Linked DNA regions of Mus musculus: regions 2 and 3 are each linked to region 1. Evidence: chromatin contacts called from public HiChIP or PLAC-seq and promoter capture Hi-C data. All regions are on one chromosome and are shown on one strand. Each heading gives the region's core, a stretch centred on a gene start, on an enhancer-like site or on the middle of the called end of the contact. The rest is flanking DNA. Distances are from core to core; before and after follow the strand shown.

The links. Promoter capture Hi-C pulls out the DNA fragments that hold promoters and counts their contacts. HiChIP or PLAC-seq counts read pairs in DNA pulled down with a chosen protein or histone mark.
Region 2: a contact with region 1 is called in an H3K4me3 HiChIP or PLAC-seq map of forebrain, with 6 times the contacts expected there. The contact joins the promoter of Mras here to the enhancer-like site in region 1. A contact is called at or near these places in 18 of 39 promoter capture datasets (3T3-L1-derived adipocytes, the C10 cell line, the HPC-7 cell line and 13 more), 3 of 15 datasets of contacts at CTCF or cohesin (the NIH/3T3 cell line, large pre-B cells and pro-B cells), 62 of 484 Hi-C or Micro-C datasets (B cells, the Ba/F3 cell line, the C2C12 cell line and 39 more), 15 of 115 datasets of contacts at active chromatin or transcription factors (the HPC-7 cell line, the NIH/3T3 cell line, the SCID.adh cell line and 11 more) and 5 of 9 other capture datasets (adipose tissue, embryonic stem cells, liver and 2 more).
Region 3: a contact with region 1 is called in a promoter capture Hi-C map of cranial neural crest. The contact joins the promoter of Esyt3 here to the enhancer-like site in region 1. A contact is called at or near these places in 19 of 39 promoter capture datasets (the 3T3-L1 cell line, 3T3-L1-derived adipocytes, the C10 cell line and 13 more), 2 of 15 datasets of contacts at CTCF or cohesin (the NIH/3T3 cell line and embryonic stem cells), 16 of 484 Hi-C or Micro-C datasets (B cells, the F1.1 cell line, the MC3T3-E1 cell line and 12 more), 8 of 115 datasets of contacts at active chromatin or transcription factors (bone marrow-derived macrophages, embryonic basal ganglia, embryonic forebrain and 5 more) and 3 of 9 other capture datasets (adipose tissue, liver and pancreatic islet).

Annotation. Positions count from the first base shown.
Region 1 is chr9:99,058,055-99,062,034 of GRCm38.p6, reverse strand. It overlaps Pik3cb (phosphatidylinositol-4,5-bisphosphate 3-kinase catalytic subunit beta), which reads left to right. Exons shown (of 24, transcript NM_029094.3): 15 at 161-304; 16 at 1,751-1,850. Among named protein-coding and RNA genes, the nearest start is that of Gm1123, 24 kb to the right of the region's middle. Within about 2 kb of position 1,639, at least 1 of the 459 cell types and tissues checked has an H3K27ac peak or open chromatin away from gene starts, as enhancers often do.
Region 2 is chr9:99,434,694-99,438,673 of GRCm38.p6, reverse strand. Mras (muscle and microspikes RAS) reads left to right here and starts at 1,962. Exons shown (of 6, transcript NM_008624.3): 1 at 1,962-2,364.
Region 3 is chr9:99,356,566-99,360,545 of GRCm38.p6, reverse strand. Esyt3 (extended synaptotagmin-like protein 3) reads left to right here and starts at 2,016. Exons shown (of 23, transcript NM_177775.3): 1 at 2,016-2,495. The coding sequence starts at 2,157.

The sequences.
Region 1 (3,980 bases), core at 390-2,889:
GGCAGTTTTTATGTATAATCACGTGGTACAGCGAATGTAAGCACATGACAGGCCTGGTCCAGGAGACCCACGCACATGAGCCAGGGCATGTGACAGTTGGTAGGGAAGGGTCCTTTCATGTTACAGGTGGCTGAGTTTCTCTCCCTTTTGTTTCTTTCAGTGATGAAGAACTCTCTCAGTATCTTTTACAATTGGTGCAAGTTTTGAAATATGAGCCTTTTCTCGATTGTGCCCTCTCCAGATTCCTATTAGAAAGAGCACTTGATAATCGGAGGATTGGGCAGTTTCTGTTTTGGCATCTTAGGTAAGTCTTTGCTATTGCGATTTGATACCATGATGTTCTCTAATAACTAACCCGGTGTGATGTCAGACAGCCAGTGGACTAGCAGCAGCTTCTCCAGGTGCTTTCTGATCCATCCGTGACATTTACACTGTTTGGTGCCTTCTCTTATCTTTTGATACCTAAATTCTGTTTTCATCATTTGGCAAAGTATTTCAGGTAAGTATTCTATGATACTTTCTAGATTTTGAACTAAAACTAGTAACTGTTATATTGTAATATTTTCTAACAACTAATTTTTGTTTAAAAATATTGATTAAATATTTATACTGTGTGTGTGCTCTGATCAAATCTACCCCAGCCACTCCTCTCCAGCTCCTACTGTCATTTTTCCCTCCCAGCTTCATGCGCTCTTTCTTAAGAAATGTTTTTATTTTATGTACATTGGTGATTTGACTGTGTGTATGTCTGCTTGAGAATGTCAGATCCCCTGGGACAGGAGTTACAGACAGTTGTGAGCTGCCGTGTGGGTGCTGGGAATTGAACCCAGGTCCTCTGGAAGAGCAGTGCCAGCGCTTAGCCTCCCAGCCACCTCTCCTGCCCGTGTTTATGTGTGTGTTTGCTTTGTAGTGGCTGGGCTAGACCACAGAGCCGGCACGTGTGTGGTCATTTCAGCCTTCTTAACCTTTCCTCTCACACTTCTGTTCAAACTGCTTGTCAGGAAAAAAAACTTTCCTTTTTAACTAAGCTTTTAAAGAACTCATGGTCTGTGGTATTAATTTTAGCAGATTTTCCCTTACTAAAGTGGTTTTCTTGTTGATGCATATTTTTTATACTTTGTCTCCTCGTCCAATTCAGTACTATTTTAAACCCTCCAGAGAATGACAAAGTAAATATTTTTGTTGTTTTTTTTTTTAATACATACATGCCATTGTTTGAGAAAGAAAAGAAAACTGGGGCTGGCAAGATGCTTCAGTGAGCAGTGGGTCTGGCTGTGCAAACCTGCCAAGCTGAGTCCACATGAAGTGGAAGAGGAGACCCAGCTCTCCTCTCTTGTCCTCTGACCTCCATGTGCCCCCATGGCTAGTGCCCCACGCCCATTATACACTCAATGACAGTGGGAAAGGGGGACAGAAATGTGGTTAGGCTGACTGGCTCATTGGCGGCAGTCAGAGAGATTTTTTTTTTCCACCTGAGTCTCTCCAAATTCCTAAGTTACATTTCCTTTCCCTTTCAAAAGGCAGTTTAAAATGTGGGAATATTAGTTTTCTTTAAGAATTGACCACTAAGATCTCATAACTTCTGAGTCCTAACTGCGGTATGACCTCTTACTAGTAAGTGCTTGGGATGGCCAGCTCTCAGCTGGTTGGCATCAGAAGAGCATTCCATGGCAGAATAAGGAGGTCAGTGCTTGTTCTTCACGCTCTGAAGTGTTCGATTACAAACCTTTTCAGTGTTGCTTTTCTGCAGGTCAGAGGTGCACACTCCTGCTGTGTCCGTACAGTTTGGTGTCATCCTGGAAGCATACTGTCGAGGAAGCGTGGGGCACATGAAAGTGCTTTCCAAACAGGTAGGGACTTCTGTAATTCACTTTAGCACATGGTGATCAACCGAGTTTATCAAACGGAATGTCTCCAGTCACATATTTTATTGCCCTTTCGGTCACTTACCCTGATCAGTGCTTTGTGGGAATGGCCTGAGTCTCATGAAGCTCAGGATGGCCTTGAACTCACCATTTAGTCAGAGAGGTCCATGGTCAGGAGCTCCTCCTGCCCCAGCCTTCTGAGTGCTGGGATCCATAGCATATGGTGCTGTGTCTAATTTATGCTGTGCTCGGGGATGGACTCAAGGCTGTGTACTTGACATGCAAGCAGTCTACCGCTGAGCTATTTCCCAGCTGTTAGCTTTTAGGAAAATCTGTCAAGATAAGTTTCAGAAAGCTTAGAATTAAGGCATATCTCATATTTTCTATATTAATAGGATGACCTACATTTTAATAGTGTATTTCAAGATGGACATGAAGGAGGCAGACTTCTGCCTCCAGTGTTTCATAGCCTACATCACTCTTTTCATGGAATTGTGTGTTTTTAAAGCTTTACGACTCTTTAGTATAGTTTATGATGCATATAATTCATCTTTTAGACCGAGATATAGTGAGGTATAAACACATGATTTCTGTAGTTCAGAGTCCTTGTCACCTTTTCAAGCTATATCTTCATACCTAAAATTGTAATACATTCTTGCAGTCCAGAAGTATTGCTGATATTACCATTAAGTTATTAAATAATTACTCTCTGTCAAGAACTCATACTGCTTTAAGCATGCTGTCTAATTGTGCTCCTTATAATTGACCATTGTGTGTATAAACCATAGGCTGCCTTTGAACTCATGATCCCCCTCCCCCAGATTCTGAGAATGTAAGAGTCTGCTACCATTCCTTGCTCCCTTACTTAGCTAGAGAGCCTTCCATAAGCTTTTACGAAATGACTGTGGTATGTTTTGGAAAGGCCATGGGTGTGGTGAAAGCAGCTAATAGAGACTCACACCATGAAACAGCATCATTGATCCACACTGTGAACCAGTGCTCACGGTGGCCCCTCATCTGACCCATTGTCTTCTACTCCACCACCCTCTACACTGGGCTTCTCATTCCCACCCTCCCCTGTCTGCCTCTCCTCCCCAGCACAGCCTTTGAACATCTGAGAAGTGACCATGTTTTCCAGTCATATTAGTCTCTTTAAATCCCTAACAATAATTGTTCATGACACTGAAAATCCGGATTTTTCTACCCAGACTTAAAAGGTCCTAGTTGGTTGCTGTGTGTCCAACCTCATTGTGTATCTGTTGGTTGATGTGTGTCAGACCTCATTGTGTGTCTGTTGGCTCCCCTTGCTCATTTCTCAAGCACACTGCATATCCTCTTGGTTCTCTGGAAGTGTTTAATACTACTTTTCTAAGGAGGCATGCATACCACTCTTCCCTTCCCCATTTCCCTGCCCTGATCCCAGGTCCTCTTGTACCATCGGTGAGCATTCTACTGCTAAGTTCCAGCCCCAGCCCTTTTCTATGTGCAGATAGTCACAGATGCTAGAGTATGGTGTCAGGTCCTCTAGAGCTGGAGTTACAGGTGTTTGTGAGCTGACCAGTGTGTGTGCTAGGAACCAAACTCCAGTTTTCTGCAAACTCACTTGACCATTGAGCCATCTCTTCAGGCCCAGTCTCCAAATCACTCCATCCCTATTTCTAAAAAGGTCTATTTTGAGTGAGACAGGGTCTCACTGAGTTGCCTAGGCTGGCCTGGAACTTTTCAGCCTTCTGGGTAAAAGTAACTTCCACCAGGACCAGTCATGACTGTTTTCTTGACTGATGAATAATAAGAGAAAGACTCCGTACCCTTTCCATGGTGGGGTGGGGACGCAGGGGTGAACGTCAGAGGGGGACTTGATGGAATGCTCAGTTCTGGAAATGGAACTCAGGTCTCCAGGCTTGGCCACGAGTCCTGTACTTACTGACCTACTCAGCCAGCCCACTGTGGTACCACTATAAAGGCTATCATTATAAAGGTGTAAAATGACAATTGTTGAAGTGACTCATGGCCACTTAGGATACTATTCAGAAAAGGAAGACCAGGACAATTAGCAGTGACGTAGCAGTTCCCAACTGTACAAACATGGCAGACATTCTAGTTTGACATAGTTTA
Region 2 (3,980 bases), core at 713-3,212, 380 kb before region 1:
CACCTTCCCTGAGGTCTGTGGTAAACAAAAATGAGAGAAAAAGACAGTGCCAGGGCAGGATCCAGACAGCCAAGGTGGAGGGACTTCTGATCTTCAAGGCCCCTCTCCTTACTCCGTTCACTCCCTACAGCCAGTGAAAGACGCCTTCAGTAGCATATAGTATGTTCTCTGCCCTGGGACTCTTGAAAGCCACCTGGGCTTTGATAACGCTAGATAGGAGTCTGGCCTCTCCTTAAACGGGTGGTGGCTAGAAGGCCAATGGCAAACAGCCTTAGGCAGAATCTCAGGTTTGCAAGATACAGAGCTTTGAAGTTCCCTGAGGCCAGGGGTGTGGAGAAGCACTCAAAATAGCAGGCAGTCCCGTATAAGTAAAGCTACAAGTAAAGCTAGGTCCAAGACTTCAAGGCTCATTTGCAAAAGAATGTCCTCAAAAATGATAGAGAGAGAGAGAGAGAGAGAGAGAGAGAGAGAGAAGCTTTGAGATGTAGAACAAAAGGCCACTTCACTCCCAACTAGGGAAGCAATTATCTGAAAGACACACAATTACAAGTGTTGGCAAGAACAAGAATGGAAACAAAGGCTGTGTCTAAAGTCTTGGCCTCCCTACCTGGGAAGGGAGGCAGAAGTTGAGGTCCCCTAGGCTTGTAGCTCTACCTACTCAGCCGTTCAAGGCCAATGAGACTCCTCAAAAGAAACAACAACAACAACCACACCCCAACCAAAGATCAAAATAAAGCAAAATGGTGACAGGCACCCGAAAGGTAACACCCACTGTTGTCCTGTCCTCACAACTGTACGCATGCACAGGTGCATGCTTATGTCCCCGCACACACGTGAGTGGTGCCAGTGTAACATGCTATGGCTGCGTTGGAAACAGATATATGCCCCCGAAAGAGTTCCCCAGTCAACCCGGCAATTCCGCTGGAGGTGTATGTATCCAAGAGGAATCACAGTATTTACATAAAGACTTTTAACACTAGCACTTTATTCACACCGAGAGAAAGGGGGAAAGTAGGTAAGCATCGACTGAGGAAAGGCTAAACAAATGCTTCCTATACACACAGTGGGAGATGAGTCTGGCCGAGGTGTGGCTACGCGGAACCACGTGCATCCAGTCTGCACACACCGTGGAAGAAGCCAGTCACAGAGACCACATGTTGTATGACTCCATTTATATAGAATGTTCTGAATAGGCAAATCCACCGAGGCTGAAATGCAGATTAGAGGGTTCCAGAGCCTGGGAGGGGGGAAGAATGGGGAGAGGTTACCCACAGAGGTTTTTTCTTTTAATTTATTGGGGAAAGGAGTAGTGACCCGAATGTTCTGGAATTAGATAAATAACTATGGTCGCACAACTTTGTTATACCAAAACCCCACTGAAACGTACGCCTTTAAAAGCATATACTCAGCGTTATGTGATCATATCTCAAGTCTTGTAAAAGGGAAAGCCGGGGATAGGGAGTAGGGAATGACTCCAACCCAATGGAAGAGCTAAATGGTGTGCGAACGTCGCCGCCGCCTCCTATCCAGGTCGCTGGCTAATTCTCAAGAACTTTGAGGCCTGAATCTGGCACCTAGCTAAAGCAAGCAGCAGGCCCTCGGAATCTTGGGGTCCTCGGGACGTGGTTGAAGCGACGGGACTCTTCTAAGGACTGGGGAGGCGTCCGCAGGTCCCGAAGTTGGCAGCCCGAAGAGTTAAAGATTGAACCTACAGCTCTTTTAAAGCCGCCCGGGGCCAATTCCCCTTAGGTGTCCTAGGCTTATCGGCGGCTCACAGACTGCAGATCCGTGTGGTGAGTGAGTGGAGGCGAGGGGACCCTTGCCCGGTGCCAGCTGTCCCAATGCCCACAGTGGTGCCGTTTGGGGGTCGTCGCAGCCACTCGGAAGGCTCCCGAGGCGCGGGGTGCGCGGTCGCTTTAAGGCGTCAGCGGGGCGGGGACGGCGGCGGCCGGGCTGGCTGGCGCGGAGCCGTCAGTCGGCGGCGCGGGGCCCGGCGGGCGCGGCGCTCCCTCCTCCCGGTGCGAGCGAGGAGGCGGTGGCCCAGGGCGGGAGCCCAGCCCCGGCGGGAGCGCGCGGCGAGCCGCCCGGCAACCCTGAGGGGAGGAGGCCGCCGGGCGCTTTGTTCCGTTCCGGGGCTGGAGGTGTGGCCGGTTCCGCGTTCGCCGGGCTGCGCTGCGCTGCACCCGGCTGCACCCGGGCAGCGGGCTCCGGCTGTGCGTGGCCTCTGCCCCCTACCACCGGCTCTGGCTTAACGGTGTGCAGCGGAGAAGTCGCTCACCACTCCGACCCAAGTGGGAAGGGCCTAGCCGCCGCTTAGACAGACTCCTTTGATTGTAGTCATCCTGGGGTTCCTCGGCTGCCCGGGTAAGGACTCGGCAGGGAGGTGGGCGGCGGGGTCGGGTAGGGGCTCTCCTGGCTTAAAATGGCGTAAATCAGGTTAAAGATCTACGGAGAGGTGGTACATTCATGTGGATAATACAAAACCGCTTTCTTCATAAACAACTCTTCACTGCGTCCTGGGTTCGGGTTGCTGGGCTGGCTCTCTGGTCACCACTGGGGCCTGCGCTCGTTAAACTGATGCGGCCCGGTGCCCATCATGTGTCAGGCTCCATGCCAAATCCTGTTCTGCTTGGAAAGCAGGGCACAAACTGAATGACAGTCTAGTGTGGTCAGTGGGAGAGCTCAAGTGCCCCTACGCCAGGGTTAGGTCAGAGAGACGACTGTTCAGAAGAGCAGAGTGGGCCCTTGACATTACGGTAGAACCCCCTGCAAAGCTGAGGTGCCTTGGGGACGGAGTGCAGTCTGGAGAATAGGACAAAGACCGTGTCACCTGAACTCTGACCTGAGCGCTGGGGCAGCTCCTGATGGTGGGGAACCTTCTTGGGCTACAATGGTGTTTTTGATTCTCTGGACCAAATTATAGAGACTGACTGATGACGCTCAAAACTGTGGCCTCCAGAGGTCTGGCTGGCCGAGGAGTGAGCGGAGAATGCTTAAAGCAAAGCTTACAAAGCCCTGGTACTTGATGGGAATTTGCCTATCTTCAGACAGGACGCCTCCAGAAAGATGGGAGAAGTGGGACGTTAACCTACCCAGGACTGTGCCTATGCCTGTGCTTTTGACCCCGTGTCTGTTCTGGCCTGTTGTGAGTGAGGCTCTAAGATGCTGACGTTTAAGGCTTGTGCAGCCTGCACTGTACATTCCTAGTGTACCAGTCCGCACGTCCTGCAGTGGTGGGTTGAAGTGTGGGGTGGCAGCTATGTATATTAACAACTGACGCATGTAAGGGCTCAGCTGTGAACAAAGCACTTTCACTGAAGCAGTTCGTAGACTTTCTCCTGCCCCTTTTCCCAGAGAAGAAATCTGAGCTGCTAACATTCCGTAAACCTTCTTATTTCCTGTAAATTGCATGTCCCTGCTGACTGGGGCTGAAAATGTTTCAGGCCGTGGTGTTTCTTCGGGGATGTGTGTGTGTGTGTGTGTGTGTGTGTGTGTGTGTGTGTGTGTGTGTGCTCATAGTACCCTGCAGGCAGTTAGCCTCGCCGACTGCGTTTCATGGCATGGTTTGGCCTTTCTCTGGCCCGGTGGGAGGTGTGGGGGCTCTGTTGCAGTGGGTTTCAAGGTTGGTCTCTTTGTAGTGGGAGGTTAAGCAAGTCCAATGTTCTGGTGGAAACTGCCACCCCCAGATGTGACCTTGACATTTCCTTATGGAGAGGAAAGGCCCTCTGGGGAGGCAGGTGACTGACTACCCTCTAGAGCAGTGGGCCTTGCTCCTGTCTAAAGCAATTTCCATAGCCGTGGCTGGCCTGCAACCTACTGTGTTCTCTGGTCTGCCACTCACAGAGATCTTCTGACCTCTGCCTCCTGAGTGCTGGGATTAAAGATACATACCACTCGCCTTGGCTGCATTTATAAGATTTGGGGGAGGTGAGTGACAAATGGAACTTTTATTACTAGTTTTAGGCCCAGATGTTTCATAC
Region 3 (3,980 bases), core at 767-3,266, 300 kb before region 1:
AAAGCAGTTTGTTGTTATAAACAGGGTTTGGTAGAATGGAAAACATCGAGTAACATCCTCACCTCTACTGTACTCTATGGAAGACTAAGGAGGAGGCCATTCTGCAGAGAGGAACCTGAAAGCTTTGATGTTGAACAAACTTGGTGTGTCTGGGAACAGAGAGAACAATCCCGCTGGGGCAATAAAGTCCCAAAGGATGTCACGGGTCTCACGTTGGACATTGAACATTGCACTCACAGCCAGCCACTGTCTTTGCAACTCTCCCTCACGTGTGCATCTTCCACACTCTGTGCAAACACATTGAGTCAGGTGGTAAGGAGGTGTGGGCCTGTGAGCGCGAAAGACAAAGGGATGACCTCTCCCCGGGAGCTTGGCAGTCTAACCAGGACCTGTTCCTGCAGGGCTGCACAGTGGCGGGAAGGGACAACATTCTACTCGGGTGAGGAGCAGAGCCCTGACAGGTAATATCTCGATCTGTGTATCCCAAGTGTTCCTTCTGCCTCGCCTTGCTGGAGACAGCTCTGGGTCCCTGACACATAGCCTCAGAAGCCTGTTAGCTTCTGTTGAGCTGCGCCAATCAAGAGAGAAATGTCTTGAGGAATGGGTTCCATAGGGAATCATTAGAGCAACATAGGGTTAAATTCTGTTTACCAGCCTTTGTCTGTAGGACTTCTCAGAAACTTTAGTAAGATTTGAATGCAGCGGACTCTTCAAAGGCACTTGGAAGGAGGGGCTTTGTGGTTGATATCCCAGGGTAGCCTGAGAAGAAGATGACCAAGAGCAGAGGAAGGAGATTCAGGTATTCTGACCTCCGGCAGCATTCCCATTGTTGTAAAACCTTACTCTGATAAATAAGTTTTTGGAGATTTATTCTTAATTTAAAATTATATGTATGAATGTGGTATCCAAGACCATCCCCTGGAGCTGGAGTTATTTGAACTTGGCGAGCCTCTTGTATGTGCTGGGACCTGAATTAGTGTCCTCTGCTTGAGCAGTAAGAGTTCTAGCCGAGGAGCCATCTCTCCAACCCCTTGCAGCAAGTAATTTTATCCAGAGGAAGAGATAGGAAGCGGGGAAGGGTGCAAGAAAGAGAACACACTCATCTTTTGATTGTTCATGGGGCTAAGCCTTTCAACGATTGTGGAAAGAGAATGAAATTACCCCAAATCAGGCCTGTTCTCCTCTTGACTCTGTCTCACCATCCGTCCATTTCTGTGATCTCCTGTATAGGCGCCTACAATCTGTGCCATCCGCAAGGTGAGTCACTGTCTGAATTTACGGAGCCTTGCTTCTCTTGGTCTGATCGTTCGGCCTGGGCGACACGAAAGCAGAAGGCTCATAGATTCCGAAGCACCTCAAGGCTGGCTTCCTCTTTCTTTTTCCATTCGCAGGTCGCTTGCCCTCTCTGGGTGCACCAAGAGAGAGTAAATGACTATGAGTGAAGATGGCCGGTTTCCTGGACGCTCCCAGTCCCAGAAAGGAAAGGCACTGACCAACTCCCCTGCAGACAGGGTTTTTAAAATGACGCTGAGGATGGGAGTGGGGGTGGGGTAGAGAATGGTCCCTAAGCTCAGTTTGACTGTGCTGGGAGCTGGGTCCAGATGGCTTAAGTAACAAATAGTTTAAGAGAGAAAAGCAAGGCTTTAAGGACCAGCTGGGAGTGGTCCCAGACTTTGGGTCAGATCCAACGCAGTGCTGGCCTAGGACACCCCGCAAAAAGTCCAGATGATACTGTGTGTAAGGAACAGGTTTTAGGTGATGTTTACCCGTGTTGGGTTGATGTGAAGAGTAACGCTTAGCTCACCCCAAATGACAACTGCACCCCTTCTGTTGACATTTATGCCAGACAGTGGGATCCCAGGATGCCCTCAAGGCCTCATCGGGTTGACCCCGCCCCTTTTCACCTGGGCACGCCCCTGGTGGCGGAGACTTCCGGATTTCCCTGCCTGCCAGAGCTCCACCCCTCTGGCCTTATGCCCAGACTCCGCAGTCCGGAGCTGGTAGAACCCGAGCTCAGAGCTTGGAGAGGCTGGCGGAGCAGGAGCTGCGCGGCTGCGGAGTCCTCGTGCCTTGAGGACAGATGTGCGCCGGCATAGGGGGTGCACCAACCTGAGCTGGGGTGAAGCTTCTAGAGAGGACAAGCCGGCGACAGCGAGATGCAGCCGGAGGAGCCCTGCGCCCCGAGCGCGCCCGGCGGTCCTGACGTCCCGGAGAGAGGCCAGCGCTCGCGGGACCCCGGACCGCGCCTGTCGGGCCAGCTACTGCCCGAGCTCTACAGCTTCGTGGCGCGCGTCCTTTTCTACCTGGCACCGGTCTACCTGGCGGGCTACCTGGGGCTCAGCGTCACCTGGCTGCTGCTTGGCGCCCTGCTCTGGATGTGGTGGCGCCGGAACCGCCGCGGGAAGCTGGGGCGCTTGGAGGCCGCCTTCGAATTCCTGGAGCACGAGCGCGAGTTCATCAGCCGTGAGCTGCGGGGCCAGCATTTGCCAGCCTGGGTAAGCCGGGCCCGGCGGAGGGCTGTGGGTTTCCGAGGGGGGAGCTGGGGCGTACTCCCGGGTCTTCACGCAAGGGCCGGGCTTCAGAGAAGAGTCGGAGGTGGGACACACCCAGGATCAAAACTGGGCGTCCAGGACTCCGCAAAGTTGCTCGCGTAGGAAACAGGGCGCTTCTTCCACCCGCCTGTTGATTTAAGAACTAGCGAAGGGCGTGACACGTATATAGACACATACAGCAGTGACAGGAGCACAGGGCTCTGGTCGCCTTCAGCCGAGAGCTGGCAGGAGTGCTCCGCAGAGCAAGCCGGGATACTGCGTGGACCACTGTCCTCTCCCTTCTTATGCCATGGGCTTGAGCGGGCCGTGTGCACACTCGTAGTCCAGAGACAAACCCGCTTCCTGGTGGCGGTTGGCATGGCTATGGTTTCTCAAATGCATCTGGTCCTGAGAACCCCACCTGGTTCACGTAAAAACAAAATCTGTACCCCCAGCTTAATTCCTCGGGTGGGGAACAAGGACGTTTAGGATTGGATGTTTCGCAAACATTGACCAAAGGAGTCCGTTTCAGAGGGTTAGTGTGTGACAGATCTGCCCCCTGGAGCTGGAGGCTTCTGCTTCCCTGAGTATCTTGTATCTCAGACTCCCAGGGGAGATATGCGGAGGCCCCCCCAGACTCCTAATTTCGGCTGGCTTGAATGTTTTGCGTGTGGCCTGAACTCTAAAACGCAGCTGAATCTATGAGCATCACACCTGTCTGTGATTGAGAAGAGAACGTTAGCATGGCTTATTAATCTCATTTGGAAATTAAGTCTTGCCTGTATGTAGTTTGTTAAGGCCATTGCAGCAAAGTACCACAGATGTGGTGGTTTGGACAACAGAAACTTAGTATCCTGTAGGTGATTAGTTCAAGATCACCATATCTAGGGGTCCATTCTGAGTCTGCTATCTCTCTCTCTCTTCTGCCCGCGGCTGACTTCTGACTTCCCTCTGTGTACCTGTGCCCAAGTGTTTATTTTGCATACAAGAGTATCAAGGCATTCAAATCCATTCTAATGAGCTTATTTAAACTTAGATCTGTCAAGATGTTCTCTAATGCAGTCACATTCTGAGGTTCTGGGACACAGAACACGTGCATTTTGGGAGAGAAGGTTCGGTTTATCCCATAGCACTAATGTGTGACTCAGCAGGAAAGCTTTGTAGACAGGAGTATATGTATTTGGGTCGAGGGGGCCAAACGCTTGTGGATAAGGATACACACGGTGGAACTTTAGTGGGTACTGTTCCTAGAGTGGAAGAGATGGGTACAGGTCTGATCCAGCTGGCCATGGAACACACAGGAGGATGGTATCTCTCAGGGATGCCAGCCTCAGGTGGGAGAAGGGTGCATGATTGGTAATTGTCATGGAGGTCCTGGGGAAATTAGACCCAGGAACTTGCTTAGGTTCTAATCAGGGGGTCAGAGGCTTACAGTGGACACCTTACTGA